Linked DNA regions of Mus musculus: all the other regions are linked to region 3. The links are chromatin contacts, called in public Hi-C and HiChIP or PLAC-seq maps. All regions are on one chromosome and are shown on one strand. Each heading gives the region's core, a stretch centred on a gene start, on an enhancer-like site or on the middle of the called end of the contact. The rest is flanking DNA. Distances are from core to core; before and after follow the strand shown. Region 1 has its middle 110 kb from the start of Mir6540. Region 2 has its middle 77 kb from the start of Gm29960. Region 3 holds the start of Gap43 (growth associated protein 43). Region 4 has its middle 130 kb from the start of Gm29960. Region 5 has its middle 100 kb from the start of Gm29960.

Region 1 (3,643 bases), core at 182-2,681, 150 kb before region 3:
CCTTCCTGAGAGGAGCCTCTGAAAGAATCTTGATAACACTGAATCAGGAGATGCCCATTCCACCCCTACAACCAGCCCACAATGTGGTAAAATAAGCTGTATTGACCAAAACATTTTCATGAAACCATTTGTTATGGTAAATGAGTTTGGGCACCACTGCCCACACCCATCTGCAACGATTAATCTTCTGCCAAAACAGTTTTTATCATCCTGTCCAGGCTTTTGAAATGTGACCTCCCTCTCCAATTTTGGAATCAAATTCAACAGTGTTGGCAAAATAGTAGTGACTAAGGCTGGTGTCTAGAAAATTCCTTTCAACCTTTTTTACAGCTTGCATGGAGATCAGGCCAACACAGAACCAGCAAAATCTCTTTCCTTTTGTTGTGTCGAAGAAGACAAAAGGGAGGAGTCAAGGGCTACAGATGTGACTCCAAAGAAGCACTGTTTGTGACTCCCTGTGGCTTTTACAGGTTAGCTTTACTTTTTGTTGTTGTTGTTGTTGTTGACGAATAGGTGGCAGAAGCCCTGGAAAAGTATTTGTCACATGCAATTGGATTCTTTGCAGCTACACTTGTATTTCCCTAAGGGTCCGTGAGTCCATAGAGATCAGCCGTGAGGGGGAGAGATTGCGTGTGACTGTGCATGAATCAGAAGAAGAACAAAAAGATGCGGCTGATGGTGGCAGGGAAAGACTGGAGTTAATAAGCCAGCATGTGCCTGAGGATTCTATCAGGCACAGGGATGGATGACATAATTGTTTTCTGCCTCTAATGATCTCAGAGATGTGGGATACAAGAGAATATTAAAACAAGACAGAAAGATGGAAACTCATTTTCAGCAGCTGTCAACCAAAATGGGATGTAAACTAGGAGAGAGGCATATTGAAATGTTCACAGGGTTCACTTCATCAAAATGAGCTTTTACCTCTCCCGGATGTCACGCCCTCCTTTTCTTGAGCGGAAGCAGCCTCCCCCCGCCCCCCAAACTGTTGCTCCTTGTATTCTTCCCACAACCTCTGCTGTCACTCCAGTCTCTCGTCACTGTCACCTTGCCTCTCTCCCTTCTTAACATCGTTCAATTTTTTCCTAATCCTCTCTTTCCTCGCCGCAAACATGTTTTTAGTCTCTTTCCTTTCTTCGCTCTATCCCCCTCACCCACCCTCACTTCTGCCATTAATAAGTAACTGAGTGAACCTGGAAACCCTTTTTGTGATGCCAGGAGTTGAATGGAAACGAAAGGAAAAAAAAAAAAAAAAGTCCCTATGAAAAGCACTCCAGTGTCCCCGCCCCGCCTCGGGTGCGGGTGGGCTGTGGCGTCTGCGAAGCCGCGATGCTTGCACGTGCCACGAGGGGGCAGAGGTGCGCGCCAGCGAGCCCGCACCGCCATCCAGCGCGGCAGGAAGTGCTTGGAGGGCGGGCGCCAGCGGCTGCTCTCTTGGCGTCACCCATCACCGCTGCTGACAGCCGCGTAAGGTTTCCGCCTGCTCCCTGGATGTCCACGGATGGGCGCGGCGAAGAAGCAAAGGATTCCTGATGCAAGCGGGAGGGGTAAAGTCTGCCTCAGGCCAATACAGATAGATCTTTTCCCGAAACAAAGGAGCCAGTGGTGCCGTTACGATCAGAGCATCAAGAAGCATAGCTGGGGGAGCCCCTAGGAGCCCAGCAGCCTACCGAGGTCCCCTTTGCTTCCCTGCCCCAGCTCTTCCCCGCCTGCGATGCAAGGGGGTCACATTCCTGAGCTCCTCAGTCCCCTTCCCAGGTAGCTGGAGTAGCTGGAGCCTTCATCTTTGTTAGCCAGGTCACTGTGAATCCAAACAGCAGCTTGCTTGGCCTTTTGGGTGACAGGCGAGATTAGAAGTAGCCCACAGGCTCCGTGTAGGGGAAGGATTGATTAACATTCTTCCCCTGCGGGTTCAGTTTCCTGCAAATCGCAGTAGGCTCAATTCAGCAGCAGATGGCGGTAACGCTTCTGTCAACCTGAGGATTCTCTGTGGCTGGACACACAAGTCCACACACACACACACACACACACACACACACACCCCACCCCACACCATGTATCACATACCACCACGCCTTAAGCAAGCACACTTTGAGAGTCTGGAGCCCCACAGAGATTCTGATCCCTCCAATAAATTTCCAAAGCAGGATAGGATGGAGAGAAAGACCACAATGATGGCAGAGTAATAGCCATTTGTTGGCGGCTCTGAGCCAGGTGCGCACTGCTTTTACAAGACGGGTAGTAAAATAACGGTGTTCAACTTTTATATGATGAGGTAAGGTTAGTTAAGAAATTAACTGCCCGCATTTTCCTTGCCTTTAAGTTGTGAGAATACACAGGTGCCTTTTCCATTCAAAGAAGGTAACTAGGCCTGATTCTCATTCTCTCTCTCTCTCTCTCTCTCTCTCTCTCTCTCTCTCTCGGAGCAGACGGCTCTTCATTTATTTAATTATTTATTTATTAGCTTTTAAAGGATTAGAATTATTCGACCGACTGCTTTTAGACAGGATTCCTCCTGTGCTAATAGTGCTTTAAGAATGAGGATCTTGGTGTAGCAGTCTGCCGTTACAGCTTTTCCCAGAGGAAATATCTCCAGACACTGCTTCTCAAGGATGGTCAGAAGTGGGACCCACCCGAGGGACTGGTGCTCCTGTAGCGTGGAAGAAATGGCTTCCTAGCCGTTGCAGGACTGTTATGCCGTTTGCACAGCCCCTCTACGGGACTGCTTTTCACCTGATCAATCCTGTCACACGTTGGAGCTAGAGATCACTGTGTTTCTATGAAGCCACCCGACACAGGGAGGATGTATCAGAGAAAAGGAAGGTTGACAGAGGCTGGTGTGGAGGGGACTACTGAGGAATAAGGATTTAGGATGGGAAGAAAGGCTGAATAAAGGCTGTGGCCAAGAGGCAACACACATATTCCGCACACCTGGGTGGGAGATGTTATTAAATTTCAGGAAATGGAGCGCCGAGTTACTTGAGACCAGAGGTATGGGAGCTATGGTGATGGTCCCATGAAGGAGTGTGACAACGAAGCAGTAAGACTCACCCACTTGATCAAGGAGAAAAATAGGAGCCATCTACTGAAGTTACCCCTTTGGGAATGCCCTCTGGTCCCAGAGATTCATGTATGATTTTATAGAAGAAGAAAAAGATCCTGAAACATGACTACGTTTGTGAGAAACAAACTTTCATTTTATTTTCCTTACACAAGTTAGGAAATCTCATTTTGTTTCAGTATCCAAATATCTGTAATACCATCATGGACAGGGGATTTCTTGTTTTAAAAATCTTATAAACTTTATTATAAAAAGTTTTGCAAATCAATAAAAAAAATCACACAATAAAATAAACCAGAGATCTTCCTGGGCTAAATTTGCTTTTTGTCACAGCCTGCGCAGTGGGCACAATGATCATAACATCCGTTAATGAACAGTGATCATGACCATACAAGTGGTAAGCAGCAATAAAGCCAAGATTTCGGTGCAGGTAATTTAATTTTTTTTAAAAAAAGAGGAATTATGCACTGTATAGTCTTTTTCTGTAAGACTCGACCTGAATCAAAGGGCCAAAGTAAATATTATTGGTAATAGAACCAATCAAAATCAAAATCACAGGCTCCCTGACAGTGCAGTGAGGAG
Region 2 (3,509 bases), core at 719-3,218, 240 kb after region 3:
CCAAATCTGAAGCAAGATGTAGTTAAATACTAACCAGATGGATGGACTCTCTGTTAAGGTACATCTCTAGATCTCCAGAAAATGGCCACAAATTACCTTTGTTTGACCCAACTATACTGGATGTGCTTAATCACATGTGGGCATAATAATTAAAACTTTAATCGTAACTTTGGCTCTCGTGGTATCTTGTCTATCTAGTCTTCCAGGTCCTGAGGATCCCAAGGAAGTCTAAGAACAGAGCAGCTTTAAGAATTAGCTTGTGCCCCTTCTTAGAATTGGGAACAAAACACGCATGGAAGGAGTTACAGAGACAAAGTTTGGAGCTGAGACAAAAGGATGGACCATCTAGAGACTGCCATATCCAGGGATTCATCCCATAATCAGCCTCCAAACGATGACACCATTGCATACACTAGCAAGATTTTGCTGATGGGACCCTGATATAGCTGTCTCTAGTGAGACTACGCCGGGGCCTAGCAAACACGTAAGTGGATGCTCACAGTCAGCTATTGGATGGATCACGGGGCCCCCAATGGAGGAGCTAGAGAAAATACCCAAGGAGCTAAAGGGATCTGCAAACCTATAGGTGGAACAACATTATGAACTAACCAGTACCCCAGAGCTCTTGACTCTAGCTGCATATGTATCAAAAGATGGCCTAGTCGGCCATCAGTGGAAAGAGAGGCCCGTTGGACTTGCAAACTTTATATGCCCCAGTACAGGGGAATGCCAGGGCCAAAAAGTGGGAGTGGGTGGGTAGGGGAGTGGAGGACTTTTGGGATAGCATTGGAAATGTAAATGAGGAAAATACCTAATTTAAAAAAAGAGAGAGAAGAATTAGCTTGTGGCCTAGTGTGGTGGCACAGGACTTTAATCCCTGCACTCGGGAGGCAGAGGCAGGTAGATTTCTGAGTTCAAGGCCAGCCTGGTCTACAAAGTGAGTTCCACAGTGAGCTATACAGAGAAACCCTGTCTCGAAAACCAAAAAAAAAAAAAAAAAAAAAGAATTAGCTTGTCTTGATGCTAGAGATATACCTCAGGGATTAAGAGCACTTACTCTTCTTACAAAAGAGCCAGGTTCAGATCCTAGCAACTGTATGTGGGTCACAACCTTTTGTAACTCCCGTTGCAGATCAGATGCCCTCCCCTGGCATCATTGGGTAGTCTTTGGGGTACCTACAACTTGAGCATAACACTAGGACATGGCAAAGTTAGGGATTTTAAAACCTTTATAATCGCTTAGTCCTAACAGACTTCTATCTCTTAAGACTCCTGGCATCCTTTCCTGTTATTAAAAGTGTAAAGATAAATCAAGATAATAGTTTTAAAAATTCATTCATTTGATTTCATGTGTGTGAGTGCTTGCCTACATGTATGTGTGTATGGGCACTATGTACACCTGAACATGGGGACAGAACTACCTGATAAGCAGAATGGCTAAATTATGTATTCTCTGAAGGATGTCTAAAGTTATCTATATGCACCTTGACCCTGCTATTGCAGCCTGACTAGCTGTTGCTAAGGAGTGTGGGTTGCCATAGGTTGGTTGCTCAGGAGAACTCTGATTTTCTTCCTGGAATTGGAGTTTAGCCTCTGGTCTCACACAAAATGGAGTTTCTTCAAAAAACGGAGTTGACTGGGCTTTACACTATAAGAATTCTCAGGTTTCTTCTTAGGTTTTAAGCCTAATGCACTGAAACCTTCAAAGAGTCCTTCAGCTCGCAGACTTGGGGAGCCAGAGAAATCTGGAGAAACAGGTTCCTAAGTCCCACACATTGTCTCAACTCTTGCAAATAAGGACCTTCAAGACCCGTTGGTCCTTCACTAAGTGCAATGGGATGGAGCAGCTGGTGGCTCACCACATGTCTTATTAAACTAGGAGTTAATCTGATCAGAGCCTCAGCCTAGCTGTGGCTGGCTATATTTCCTTGGGGTTTTTTCTGTCCCTGAGGGGGAGGGGAGTGAAGATGCAGATGAGGAATTGAAGTGCTCTCACTGAGGCATGCCCAGATTTGCAATTCAATGGCATGGGGGAGGGGGGGCGACTCAGCTGAAGCTAAATGCCGCAGGGTCATTGGGGTTCTTTTTAGCAGCGGGGACTGTTTAAAGGGATGAGGGGTCAGGGATCTAGGGCACGGCAAGAAGCATCAAATGTATTCTCTGTCACTATGGAGAGAGGGGGGCCTTCTGGGAAAAGCAGACGATTGCATCACCGATTTGATTAGCAGAATGGCGAAGGAAGGGTGGGGTAATCCTATGCACTGTGACGATTTTTTTTTCTTCAAACACCTCCACCTTTCACTGTTGTTGCTATTGTTGCTTTTATTAAACAGGATATCAAATCCAAGTCAGCAAAAAACTGAGTAATCAGAAAAAATGTCATCAGCCTTGCTATTTTGATTTTTGTGATGTTTCTAGGAATGTGCTTTATCTGAAGCATCCTTTATTCCTCGGATGGTGGAAGGGACTTAGCAGTGGGTCCTGAAGGTGAATATTGTAACACAGATGAGCTTTAAACTATGGCAGAGGCCAGGCGCCTTAGGAGAACATACCAACATTAGAAATGAGAAAACCAGAAAGGAGGTGAGAAAGAAGTAGCAGAGAATTATCAAGAAGCCTACTATTAAGGAAAGAAACAATTTAGGGAAAATTTACATTCGATTTATTGTTTGATAAAGAATTGAAGGGTGCCACTTGATTATTTGATTAAGCTGAAGACATAGAGACTTTTCCTTTTACACTAGATCAAATGGTATATCTGATCAGAGTGAGAACAGCTTGTGTTAAAAGCTTTCTCTTCATCTTGTCAGGTACACTAGAAGTATACCTGCCAGTGGAAGCACATAGCATAAACTATGGTAATGCCATTTGACTGAGGCAGCATACAATACCTGACTAGCCACAACATCTATGTAAGTGCTGCAAAGAAGATGTAATGAACTTAAGTATGCCTAATATTTGAGTAGCCTTTCATATTCTTCAAAATTCCTCCACAGACTTTAGAAGACTTGCCATAGCAAATGTGTATGTGTGTGTGTATAAATGTATATATGTATGTAAATATATATGTGTGTATATATATGCATATATATCATATATATATGATAGTACTATTATATCTGTCTTTTCCCACTTTATCTGTCACATTAATGAGTAGGAAAAGTTAAATAAATAAACTTAGGACTCATATTTATTAATTAGTTCTACAGTATTGGTTTCCCTTGTAAGAGCAATCTGAAAGTTCTACTGAAGATTTGTGCTTTAGGTTTCCAAATCAGATTCTATGCATAATGGAGAGTTTGTCCACCATGACAACTCAACCTGAGAATTAAAGACTCTCAGGACATCTGCCTCCTGTCACCATGGATCTGTTCAGACAGATCACTGCAATTAAATACACTCATGCAAGCTAAAGAGGACCATTACTGTTCCAGTCTGAGAGTCACAATGCAGCTACAGGGTAATCTACAGCATGTTGAATTGGTCAAAACAGAACACATTCTACAATC
Region 3 (3,818 bases), core at 225-2,724:
AAGAATAATGCCAAATACCCCTGTCTTGCACCCCGCCCTTACAGCAATCAGTTTGCAGAGGGGGTCTACAACCACGACTGCCATCCCACCCCACCCCGCCATGGGCACACTCACACACAGGCACACACACTCATTCCAACCCCACACCCATTTTTTTCTTTCTTAACCTTCTCTAAAAATCACTCAAACATGCTCCTAGGGGTGTTTGAAGGCTACATTTGGAGAGCGTTCCTGTGCTGTGGATGACTGCAGGATCCCAAGCACCCTCACCTCAATTAAGTTTCTAAAACGTCTTTCACGAAATAAGTGAGCAATTTGAAATAAAATGGAAAAAAATAATCTAGGCGGTGGGGGAGGGGAGGTGGGGGATTGGGATTCTAGCTCCTCTTGGACAGTCCCTCATCCTGAGGACCACGAGTCACCCTCCTCCAGGATATTAACACACCTCAGGTCACTGCTAATGCCAGCAAAGACTCACAGGAAGAGGGGAAAGAGAAAAGCCCCGGTTTCCAACAGGTAATACGGGCTCGGCTCCCCTTTCCCATCCCATCTCAGCTCAAAGCTCCTAGGGGCGTGGTCCATCCTCTTCCCGGACCAGCTGGCACACAATCCGTTCCTGATCTCAGGAAGGGGGTTTTCCCCCTCGGCATAGGCAGTTCTCCCCCAACCCTTGTTGTCTTTAGGCTCTCTTTAAAAAATAAAAAATCTCCTAAATCAGTTTCATTCATTCGTTAAATAAATAAATAAAACCTTCACATGTTTTCCCACATACACCTGCGCCCCTTTGAAGCTCACGCGAGCACGAAATCAGGTATCTTCCGCGGCACATGTGAGAAAATTTGAATCACGGAACAGGCAATGTTGAAATGTGACTATAATTCCCCCAGACCTAATTTTCCACAAATAATATCAAGATTAGCTTTTTTGATCTCGTAGATAGAGCCCACATCGTCCCCACACCCCTTTCTGCATCCACACCCTCAAAACCAGAGACCTAGCGGCTGAGCACTTACTAATAGGCGAGGGGAATCATATTTCTAGCCAAGCCGGCATATTTCTCTCCCCTTACCCTAATTAGTAGCAGCATTCCAAAAACCAGATCATGAAAGGCAGAAAAGAATAACGCCGGGATGCAAGCATCAGTTACCGTATGCTAAGGAAGCCAGAGCATCATGCCAGGGCAGAAGCAGTTTTTTTTTAAAAAAAAAAATTTTTTTTTCTGCCTTTCACGAGGAAACCCTGTACTCTGATAATTTCACAACAGCAAAGAAGTAAAAAAGAAATCTTTAGCTCTACCTGTTTGGTTCTTCTCATACAGCACAGCATGGTGGTATCTTCCCCTGCCTTCTTCCTGCCTTCTCTCCTTTCCTCCTCTCTTCCTTATTCCCCCCCTCTCCACCTCTTTTCTGCTCGCTTGCTCACTCGCTCTCTCGCGCTAGCGCGCTCTCCCTCCCTCCCTCCCTCTCCCTCCCTCTCCCTCTCTCTCTCTCTCTCCCTCACACACACCAGGGCAGTTAGCAGCAACTGTAAGGTCCACAGCTATTGCTCACCGCACACGCACATTCTCTCTCTCTCTCTCTCTCTCTCTCTCTCTCTCTCTCTCTCTCTCTCTCTCTCTCTCTCTCTCTCTCTCTCTCCCTCTCTCCCCCTCTCTCTCCCTCTCGTCCCTTCCTCCTCTTTCCTTCCTCTCTCCTTTTCCTTCCTTCCTTCTCCTCTTTCCTCCACTCCCCACCCAATCTTTTTCTTCCTTCTCCCTGGGTCCCTTTCTCAGAATTGTTTGCTAGCTTCCAGTGACTAATCACTTCCCGTAGCCCCTACCCCCATTTCTAGACAGTCACCCCCTCCCAGTCCCCTGCCAGCCTCATGAATATTTAAACACCTCCAATCTGGACCCAATTACCCACTGACTTTCCGCACTGCATTGGGAGGGCTATGGGGTGGGGGTAGAAAGGATATTCCAGAGAGTTGGAGAGATTGGATGGAACATGTTTTAGGGAAGTGGGGCCCGAGGAATGCTCCTGTTTCTTTTCTAACTCTCCTCTTTCCCAGTACCACAAGAAGGAAAATGCAAAGAGGACCTAGAGGTGCACATAAGTTACAGCTGCCATTAGATTTTACGCGCAGTTGATAATCATGGAGGTTCAGTTTTCTCAACACTAACTGATTTTATTTATATAACCTAACTGCACACATATGATACTCTTAGCTATGCACAAATATATCACCTACAAATGTGTCAGTACGCTACACACACACACACACACACACACAGCAGTCAAGCATTCTGAGCACTTGAATGTGGAATAAACTATGGTCTAGGAATTAGACTCCATATCTAAAACTACATAGTGGGTTATTTGCTTATGCACACAAGCTTCTTTGACAGTTGTGATTCTTTCTAATTAGCTTAGTGTCTGTGAATGACAGATTTCTGTAACACTAACATTTAATGTCTTACATTCTGAGAGCAATGGACACAGGTAAACTCTGTCTTGAGGAAAGATGCATACCATGAAGTCCACCTCAGTTCCTTCTAGTGCCTCTGCTATTCTGGGGGGAGGGGGGCGATATGACTTGTAAATCTGTATTGTGCAAAGTTTAGACATTTGGTATTGTGTGGCCTTGGAGAGCCCTTTACATCTATAAAGTGGCTATAATAATGTCAGTCATGCCAACACATTTTAGGACGGGAGGCAATGTGCACAGGACACTCTGGAGCCACTCTTGACATAGGTAGTTTTACAGACAACTTTTCTGAAATGTTGGTAACATTTCTAAGTGACTACGTCAAAGAACTTTCCAGATGATTTCTTATTGTTCATTACTGATGACAAGTATCTAATTAAATAGCTCATGTTGTTCTTTATCCCTCCTAGACATGAACTTTTTTTAACAGACAACGGGCAGACAACGTGCTATCATGTTTATTTTGGAACTGCTGAGAGCCTACTTAATAGATTAAGGGGCACGCCTTTTAAAAGATGGCCAGAGTCAGTGATGGTGATACTAGGGATGATGGTTAGAAATTAACACTAGGGCGTCTCTCTGAGAGTGACCCAATTTACAACGCGAAGCCATTTGTTGCCCCCCCCCCTCCTTGTGTTCCTTGGTTTTCATACTTTATGATTTTCTTTAAAAAAAATACCTACATTCTGGGTTTAATAGTCTCTTAACTTTGCAATAATCCCTGTCAGAGCTGAGTCTTCAAAACCAGCTTCCATGGACATAAGTGACAGAAGAGGGCAGAGAATGGATGAGAAGTGACTCCTAATGGAAACATTGAAGCTAGGGATTAGAATCAGTCTTCTAGTGCTAGAAAGGACCAAAGGGAGGAAGCCCGGCCTGCCTGCAGAGCTGTGAGTGTCGGAGAAGAAATAACTTCTTTTACCTTTTACCACTAAAATGGGGTTTATTGCTCAAGCCATAAGATCATTGTCTTTCCCTTCTCTGTCCTCCGCTACCTCAGAATCTCTCCTAGCTTTCCTTGCTGTTTTGTTTATGGGAAGGAACTTGAAAAACAATGTGGCAGACTACAGTCAGAAAAAGGAGGAATGGAATCAGCCCTGGGTAAGGATTGAACTGCACAATGGAATGTTACACCACAATTGTAGCGCTGGCTTCCTCCTCAGCTTCTGTGAGTTCTTTGTCTGGTGGTCAGTGCCATGGGTACAGCCTGGACCTCATTTTGATGGGATTCCAAGACTGGGGATTTTTGACTTGCTCATCCAGCTAATAGGAGATAAACCTAAGACTTCAAAGCCTTTCAAACAACCAAGCTATATTACCACTCAATAGGTGTATGTACCTCGTTGTTCCTG
Region 4 (3,504 bases), core at 960-3,459, 180 kb after region 3:
CATCTCACCAGCTCTAAAGTAATTTCTTCTTATATATCTGACAGACAAAATTACTTATGTAAAAGCTCTGTGTAGGGAGTATGTTTCAGTGATGGTTTAGTAGTAGTCCTGGACAAACAGGAGGAAGCCAATGAAGCCAAAAGAGATCAAAGATCAACAAGAGTGATGGACATAGCTCAGGTCATACACGAACGCACAATTCATTAAGAAAAAGAACTTGTATTTTACCTTTAAGAGTGAGAGAGCCTTAATCAGATGAAAAAAATGATCTGTCTCAAGTTGTAGAATGACAGCAATAGTTAAAACATGAAGATTAGCTTCCACTGGACACTGAAGGAGACACACTATAGCTAGGACTAGCATGAGTCAAGATATGTCTGTGCAGCAGGATAATAAAACTAAGCAATAGTAGTATTCACAATATAGTTTAAAGATAAAGTGACAATATTTACTGATGAAATGAATGCCAGTGGCTAGGATGATGTGTGACTGGCACTAGGACAAATAAGCACCCATCAAATTAGAAAACTGGCCAATTAAATTTGCTTACTTTTCCCAGAGGAAACTGAAACTTAGAGAAATAAAATTACTCACTATGGCTGTTAATAAGAAGCCCATTCTGTATTTGTATAGTGGACTTCTTCCACTGGGCTTTTGTTGATCTTTTAATGTATCAAATCCACCTGGCCATAGTCTCTAATTATCCAGTTTAACCCTAGTAGAACCCCGATTATTTGATTGAAGCATATGGTAAGTAGGCTACAGAAATATTATAATTCATATTTTCTGCATGATTGGGGTAGATGAAGGATTACAAGCTAGACCTTAAGTATTGAGATAAAGCGTCCCTGATGGAGATGTTCTCCTAGTAAACAAAACGGGTCCCAAGTGGCCCATGTGCTACACTTTAACATCAGCCATGGCACTATTTGATAATGATGGAACTCTACAGGTGGAGACTGCTGAGTGAGATTTGGGCCTTGAAGTGGATGTTGAGACATTAGCCCCTCTGTTTCTCTGCTTTCTGGCCACCATGAGGTGAGTATCTCTGTTTTTCCACATACTCTTTCCCTAATAGTTGCCTTACCACAGGTCCAAAGCAGTAGGGTTTACATGCATTGAAACCTCTGAAACCTAAGACAAGACATACCATTCTTTAAGCTTTATATCTCAAACAGTTTGTCAACCATGATGGAAAGCCCATATCTGAGAATTCCAAGCTTGTTCTTGATATATACCCAGCCTTAGTAATCTCAGATTTGTGTCACAGGCCCTTACAAGCCAATAGTCTAAAGCTATTGAGCTAAATGTGTTCGTATGGCGTACTACTGCTCTAATTCTCTGGCTGAACCTTGACTAATGCAGTGCTGATGTGAGTACTTCTCCTGTAAGATCCCAAAGAGAAACAAGTGATCAGTCACCTACTAAAGTTAAAACTAAGTTCTATGGTCCATTTCTACTTGTTTTAGACAAGAATAAGATAGTTCAAAATAAATTGTTTCATGCTTATGAAGATAAGATAGCTCACAAGAAATTTAATAAGAAGATGCATGGTGAGATTTTTAAAAAATGATTGACAAGTTGGCAATGTGGAAGAATCACTTCAATAATGAAAAGAATAAAAAGCAATGGCTTTGCAATGCCTTCCCTTTTGCTTCCCATGCTTCTGTATTTATGTTCCAAAGTTTCCATCTTGGTTTCTAATCTTCCTTTAGAATGATTCCTGGGGGCATATCTATGTAGTCAGTATTCACTGAAGTCACTAGGATACTAATCACTGTCAGAAAAATATACTGATACTGTATTGCACACACGTTGAACTGTTTCAAGAGTGTGGCATAACTAGATGTTCTGCAAAACCTTCTGATGGTGCTGATGGATGAGACCCAGCAGTGAGGAAAAGGAAATTGACACCAGAATATGTGTTTTCCTGGTCAGGATGAATCACTGCCATTTCCGGGATAAATAAGTTCCAAAATAATCAGCTTACCCCTCTCTGGCTGTTTAGTGTCCTTGAGAGATGAAACAGCATCTGAGACTCGGTAATTATTTGCACTGTTAGCAGATGCAAAGGTCTGTGAGTCTCTCATCAGGTAGAGTCTAGGGGACTGATATGTGGGACAATGACAAGGGCTGGGAGATGGCCTGGACCCATCTCAGTGTAGGTGGCATTAACAGCTGGTTAGTGAGAGCCAATGCCATTGAGTCATCCTTGGGAAGGATTTATACAATGGATCCATTATGCCAATGCTGTGGTGACCGATGATAGAGGCTGGGTGACATCAAATGGATGAGTCATTTTGTCTACTTAGCTACTTACTGTCTCTTCCTTGATGAACTATCTCCAATGGGCATTATCATGAACTCCTAAGGCATTTAAACTCCATTTGAACGGTAGGGAACTTCCTGTATTTCCTTTTTTTTCTTACCTCCAATGATTCCTTTTTATTTTTCAAAAAGGAGAGACACCTGTGGCCTCCTGATATTGTTCTTGGGAGTATATGGGACTAGAGAGTTATAGAAGTGCTTTCTCTGCTAACAGCTAAATACACAGACAACCTATGTATGAAAGAGTCTTTTTCCTCCTCTTTTGTCAATTGATGAGAAGGTTCTTTATGTGGCCCCAAGAGTGGGCTGAGGGAAAGAAGGTAACACAGTAACTATCATGGAAGTCTGTGGCAACTGCCACCTATATGTGTTTTCTTGTTCTGCTTGTTTGCAAGCCTACTGATAGCCCTTCCATTTCACAATGAGTGGCTATTGGTTTGGCACAACCTTATAACTAAATGTATCAGATGGCTCACATGAACAATTTTTAAATGCATGGTCAATTGATAGTGATATTTTTCTCTGTCAAGTCCCAGTAACATAGCCAGAATAATTTTCCAATAATAGGTTGGACTCCAGCTCTTTCCTGTAGAAGAGATTGTCTTACCTTGAGAATCTTAGGAGTTCGTGCTGTAATTTGCCTACTGGGGTTTTCCAAAACCTTCAGACAGCTTTTCACATCATACATACATAGAATTAGTTCTTCAAGACCATATGTTTCAGACAAACTACAGAACCTTTTCTTATTCAGAGTTTTAATTAAAGTTAGTCATCTTCTCTGTTGGTTGGGGCATGGGTTATGGCCTGTGCCAAGTATGAAATATGCTATTTTCAGAAACCACAGAGGCCTCAAAAGTAGAAAATGTGAAATGCAATATTCTCTTATTTAAAAAAATGAATATCTGAACATGTTGAAAATAACTATCTTTCTTAAAAGTACATGTTATACTCCTGAACAATCATGGCATTTATCTTTCATTCTTTGAAGTACATGTATTTTACTGTGGTCTCCAAAGTGCTTCTCATTTCTTTCTTATCCAGCTTAATTAACCAGTGTCATCACAATGATGTTCTCTAGAAGAAAAAACAATAGAGGTTGAAGGGGTCCTGCAGAGATAGAGCACTGCTTATCTTCCCCAAGGCCCAGGTTTCATTCCCAATACACAAAAAGGAAGA
Region 5 (3,484 bases), core at 619-3,118, 210 kb after region 3:
TGATCACATGCTGATCTCACAACACAGAGCCAGATTCAGACAATTAATGTCGTGATTTGTTTTTGCTCCTATCGGAACTGGATAACTCAATGAGAGCAGTAGTTAATGTGGCATTTTATAAGCAACAATGAATGACTCGTGGTTAGTGATTAGCAATAAATTAGTATGGTTATCCTCGCCATGAGGAAAAAGGTCTCCAACTTCAAGGTCCTGTCACAGCACGGGAATGAGAAAGCTAGAGCTAGGTCACACAAAATCAAGGACTTGTTCACCAAGGAATGCAGATCTGCCTCAGCACTTCTGCACAGATACAGAGATTGGCCCAGGGTCTCTCAACACTGCATGATGTGACCTCCATCACAATAATGTCACTCTCCTCTGTACCCTGCTCTCCAATTAAGGGATCACCTTGACCTGGGTTTTGGTCCAAGACTTTTCTGCTTTTCATACTGAAAAGTCCTCCACCCCAGCCTTCCATTTATGTTAATGGGGGTAGGCAGAGTAAATGCTCTCCAAGATGTCTGTGTCTTAAGTCCCAGGTCCTGGGAATATGGTTCCTTAAATGGCAAAAAAGACTTTGGAAAATCAACTAAGTTCAGGATCTACTATCCTAGCAACTGAAGAACCTTCTCTGGCTATGATGAGAGAGAGATGTGAGCACAGAAGAATGGTCACTGAGATGTACTGTTACTAGCTTTAAGGGTGAAGTAAAGTAGGCTCTGGACATGTGGAAGTCAAGGAAATAGATTCTCTGCAAGTCCCTAGAAAGAAACACAACTCCCCTCAGCTAACACTGATTTTATCTTAGTGACATCTGTTTAGGGGATGACTTGCAAAAGCATAAGATGACAAATTAATTGTTTTAAATTTCTCTCTTTCTCTGTGTGTGTGTGTGTGTGTGTTTAAATACAAGCAGTAGAAATATCTTATAATAGCCAATTCATTCTGGTTTACTAAGATTATCCTATATTTAAAGAACTGTGGACTTAACATTCTGAGAACCCCTTTAGAGCTGCAAGTGATGACAAAAAACCCATTGGTCATTTAATCCCTAATACTCCAGAGCAGAGGGCTGTAACTCCCCATAGGTGTCCAGTTACATTTCAGCTGAAACCACTTGGCTATGCAAATGTCCTAAAGCTGGGGCTCTCAGGCCAAGTCTCCTGAAGGCATTGTTAAGACAAAAATCCCTGAGCCTGCTCCAGACTTTCTAACTTGAAAGAACAGAAAAGAACCATTAAAAATTGTCATTTCTAACATATTCTCAGGAGATTCTGACGTGTTGATCTGAAGCTATACTTTTTGAAAAGTGGTTTTACATTCTTTATAGTATTTAAAATATTCATACAATACAATGTACTTTTTATTTTCTTTTAATTTTTTAATTTATTCTCCTATATTATACCCCATCTGCTGTTTATCCTCTCCTTCCTTTCTCTTAGTTCTTCCCATAAACATACACTAGTTGTTTCTCTTCAGTAAAAGGGGGGAGGCTTCCAGAGATGTCAAGCAAACATGATACGTCAAGTTTCAACGAGACTTGTATTGAGACTGGATGAGGCAACACAGTAGGAGGAAAGGGTCCCAAAGGCAGGCAAAAGCATCAGAGACAGCCCTTAATCTCACTGTTCGGAGTCCAACAAGAAGACCAAGGTACGCAGCCATAACATATACACAGAGGGCCTAAGTCAGACTCATGCAGACTCCCTGATTGTTGATTCAGTCTCTTTGAAGCCCTGTGAGCCCAGGTTAGTTGATTCTGTGTTTTTGCATGTAATATCCTTTACCCACCTGGCTCTTATAATCCTTCTTCCCCTTCTTTTGCAAGATTCCCCAGCTCCTCCTAATATTTGACCTTGGGCCTCTGCATCTGTGCTGGGGGGAGAGGGGAGAGATACCATGTAAAGGGAGGATGGAGGGAAAGAGTACTGTAAAAGACAACTGGAATTTGTGGGCATTTCCAGGGTAAGGGAGAAACCTGAGACAATGGAAGTCCCAGGAATTGAAGCATTCTAGTAATGGGGATAAGGAGCATGAATAGACCATCTCCTGTAACTAGGTATGACTTCCAGTGGAGACATTGGCACACCAAGCCACACAAAACGTTTGACCTACACAATTTGTCCTGACTGCAAAATGTGCTGGGGTAAAAGCAGCACAGAAATTGTAGGAGTGGCCAACCAAAGATTGCTCCAGCTTGTGACCCATACCACTAGAGGAAGCCCATCCCCAGCATTGCCTGGAGGGCAGGGAACCAAAGGCTGCATAGCCCAGAGACCTAGAATAGAACCAAACATCCCTGACAAAAAGAGCATAGTGGGAGAGAAACTGATCCTAATGACATTCTGCCATGCTCATAAACAGGAGCCTAGCATAATCATTATCAGAGAGGCTCCATCCAGCAATGGGTGGAAACAGATGCAGAGATTCATACAAGGTACTTTGATCCTATTCATCCCTCCACCTATTCATCTGGCACCTCTACTGCCAGACCTCTAGAACTCCCTATCCACTCACTCATCTACATATTATGTCTTCATAAAACAAATAAAAAACAAATGGATATTTTGATCACTTAATTGGATTTAAAAACCATAAAATCAAGCTTATGTTGGTTAACTATTCCTAGGCATTTGTTCTGCCCTGGAGTGTGGTCAGTATACCAGGTGTCACTCCACTGAATACAACCAACTTGCCCTTTACCAGAACCAATCAATAGCCAATAGATGTTCAGCTATGTGCTGGACTTCACATCCATCTAACCTCCGCCATACTGGGATTCTGTATGGCTTGAGCTTGTGTGGGGTTTGTGCATGCTGTCACAGTGTCTATGAATTCACATGTGCATGTGCTCCCGTGGTGTCTAAAAATCAGTGTTCTTGTCGTCACCCATCACCTCTGTTTCTGACATTCCTTCTGTTTCCTCTTTAGTATAGATCCCGGGAGGGCTGTGATGTAAACATTTCATTTAGGGTCAAGCATTCCAGAGACTTATTCTCTTCAACTGACTGGTTGTAGGTTACTGAGATAATAGCCACCTCTAGCAAGAAGAAGCATCTCTGATGAGGGCTGAGTGATGCGTCCATCTGTGGGTATGACAATATCACGAATCATTTTATTGCTGTGTTCATCTATCAGAATAGCGGTAGGTTTTCTCCCTGATTTGTGATCAATCTAGCCTCAGTTTCTTGACCTCACTAACAATGTTGAGTATGTGTTCCATCTCATGGAATGGACCTTAAATCCAATCAAAAATTATTGGTTACTTCCATAACCTATCCATGCCATTATTGTGCTATGGTTACCTCTTGCCAGGCAGTTCATTATTGTAGCCCTTAGGGTTCACAGCTGGGTACAACTGATGATTTCTTTTCTCCTTCAGTAGTATTCAGAGCATCTTCTGGCACAAGGAATGCTAGCCAATAAGGATGATGCTTCCAGTTTAGTACAAGATGGATTTCTCCATGTTCTATGATGCAAGTAC

What was found. A called contact is a pair of places that touch in the nucleus more often than the background predicts. HiChIP or PLAC-seq counts read pairs in DNA pulled down with a chosen protein or histone mark.
Region 1: a contact with region 3 is called in an H3K4me3 HiChIP or PLAC-seq map of forebrain, with 2.7 times the contacts expected there. The contact joins the enhancer-like site here to the promoter of Gap43 in region 3. A contact is called at or near these places in 9 of 484 Hi-C or Micro-C datasets (the N1E-115 cell line, cerebellar granule neurons, cerebral cortex and 5 more) and 1 of 115 datasets of contacts at active chromatin or transcription factors (forebrain).
Region 2: a contact with region 3 is called in a Hi-C map of the N1E-115 cell line, with 6 times the contacts expected there. The contact joins the enhancer-like site here to the promoter of Gap43 in region 3. A contact is called at or near these places in 1 of 39 promoter capture datasets (hematopoietic stem and progenitor cells), 2 of 484 Hi-C or Micro-C datasets (the N1E-115 cell line and cortical neurons), 5 of 115 datasets of contacts at active chromatin or transcription factors (embryonic forebrain, embryonic hindbrain, embryonic midbrain and 2 more) and 1 of 9 other capture datasets (liver).
Region 4: a Hi-C map of the N1E-115 cell line shows a contact between it and region 3, with 1.7 times the contacts expected there. The contact joins the enhancer-like site here to the promoter of Gap43 in region 3. A contact is called at or near these places in 1 of 484 Hi-C or Micro-C datasets (the N1E-115 cell line), 1 of 115 datasets of contacts at active chromatin or transcription factors (forebrain) and 1 of 9 other capture datasets (adipose tissue).
Region 5: an H3K4me3 HiChIP or PLAC-seq map of forebrain shows a contact between it and region 3, with 4 times the contacts expected there. The contact joins the enhancer-like site here to the promoter of Gap43 in region 3. A contact is called at or near these places in 1 of 39 promoter capture datasets (cranial neural crest), 3 of 115 datasets of contacts at active chromatin or transcription factors (embryonic midbrain, forebrain and neural tube) and 1 of 9 other capture datasets (adipose tissue).

The regions. Positions count from the first base shown.
Region 1 is chr16:42,188,935-42,192,577 of GRCm38.p6, forward strand. No RefSeq gene overlaps it. Among named protein-coding and RNA genes, the nearest start is that of Mir6540, 110 kb to the right of the region's middle. Within about 2 kb of position 1,432, at least 265 of the 459 cell types and tissues checked have an H3K27ac peak or open chromatin away from gene starts, as enhancers often do. A contact at or near this core is called in the N1E-115 cell line, cerebellar granule neurons, cerebral cortex and 5 more, where this site is marked.
Region 2 is chr16:42,573,698-42,577,206 of GRCm38.p6, forward strand. No RefSeq gene overlaps it. Among named protein-coding and RNA genes, the nearest start is that of Gm29960, 77 kb to the right of the region's middle. Within about 2 kb of position 1,969, at least 57 of the 459 cell types and tissues checked have an H3K27ac peak or open chromatin away from gene starts, as enhancers often do. A contact at or near this core is called in the N1E-115 cell line, cortical neurons, embryonic forebrain and 1 more, where this site is marked.
Region 3 is chr16:42,339,177-42,342,994 of GRCm38.p6, forward strand. Gap43 (growth associated protein 43) reads right to left here and starts at 1,475. Exons shown (of 3, transcript NM_008083.2): 1 at 1,297-1,475. The coding sequence starts at 1,326.
Region 4 is chr16:42,521,707-42,525,210 of GRCm38.p6, forward strand. No RefSeq gene overlaps it. Among named protein-coding and RNA genes, the nearest start is that of Gm29960, 130 kb to the right of the region's middle. Within about 2 kb of position 2,210, at least 10 of the 459 cell types and tissues checked have an H3K27ac peak or open chromatin away from gene starts, as enhancers often do. A contact at or near this core is called in the N1E-115 cell line, where this site is marked.
Region 5 is chr16:42,548,688-42,552,171 of GRCm38.p6, forward strand. No RefSeq gene overlaps it. Among named protein-coding and RNA genes, the nearest start is that of Gm29960, 100 kb to the right of the region's middle. Within about 2 kb of position 1,869, at least 11 of the 459 cell types and tissues checked have an H3K27ac peak or open chromatin away from gene starts, as enhancers often do.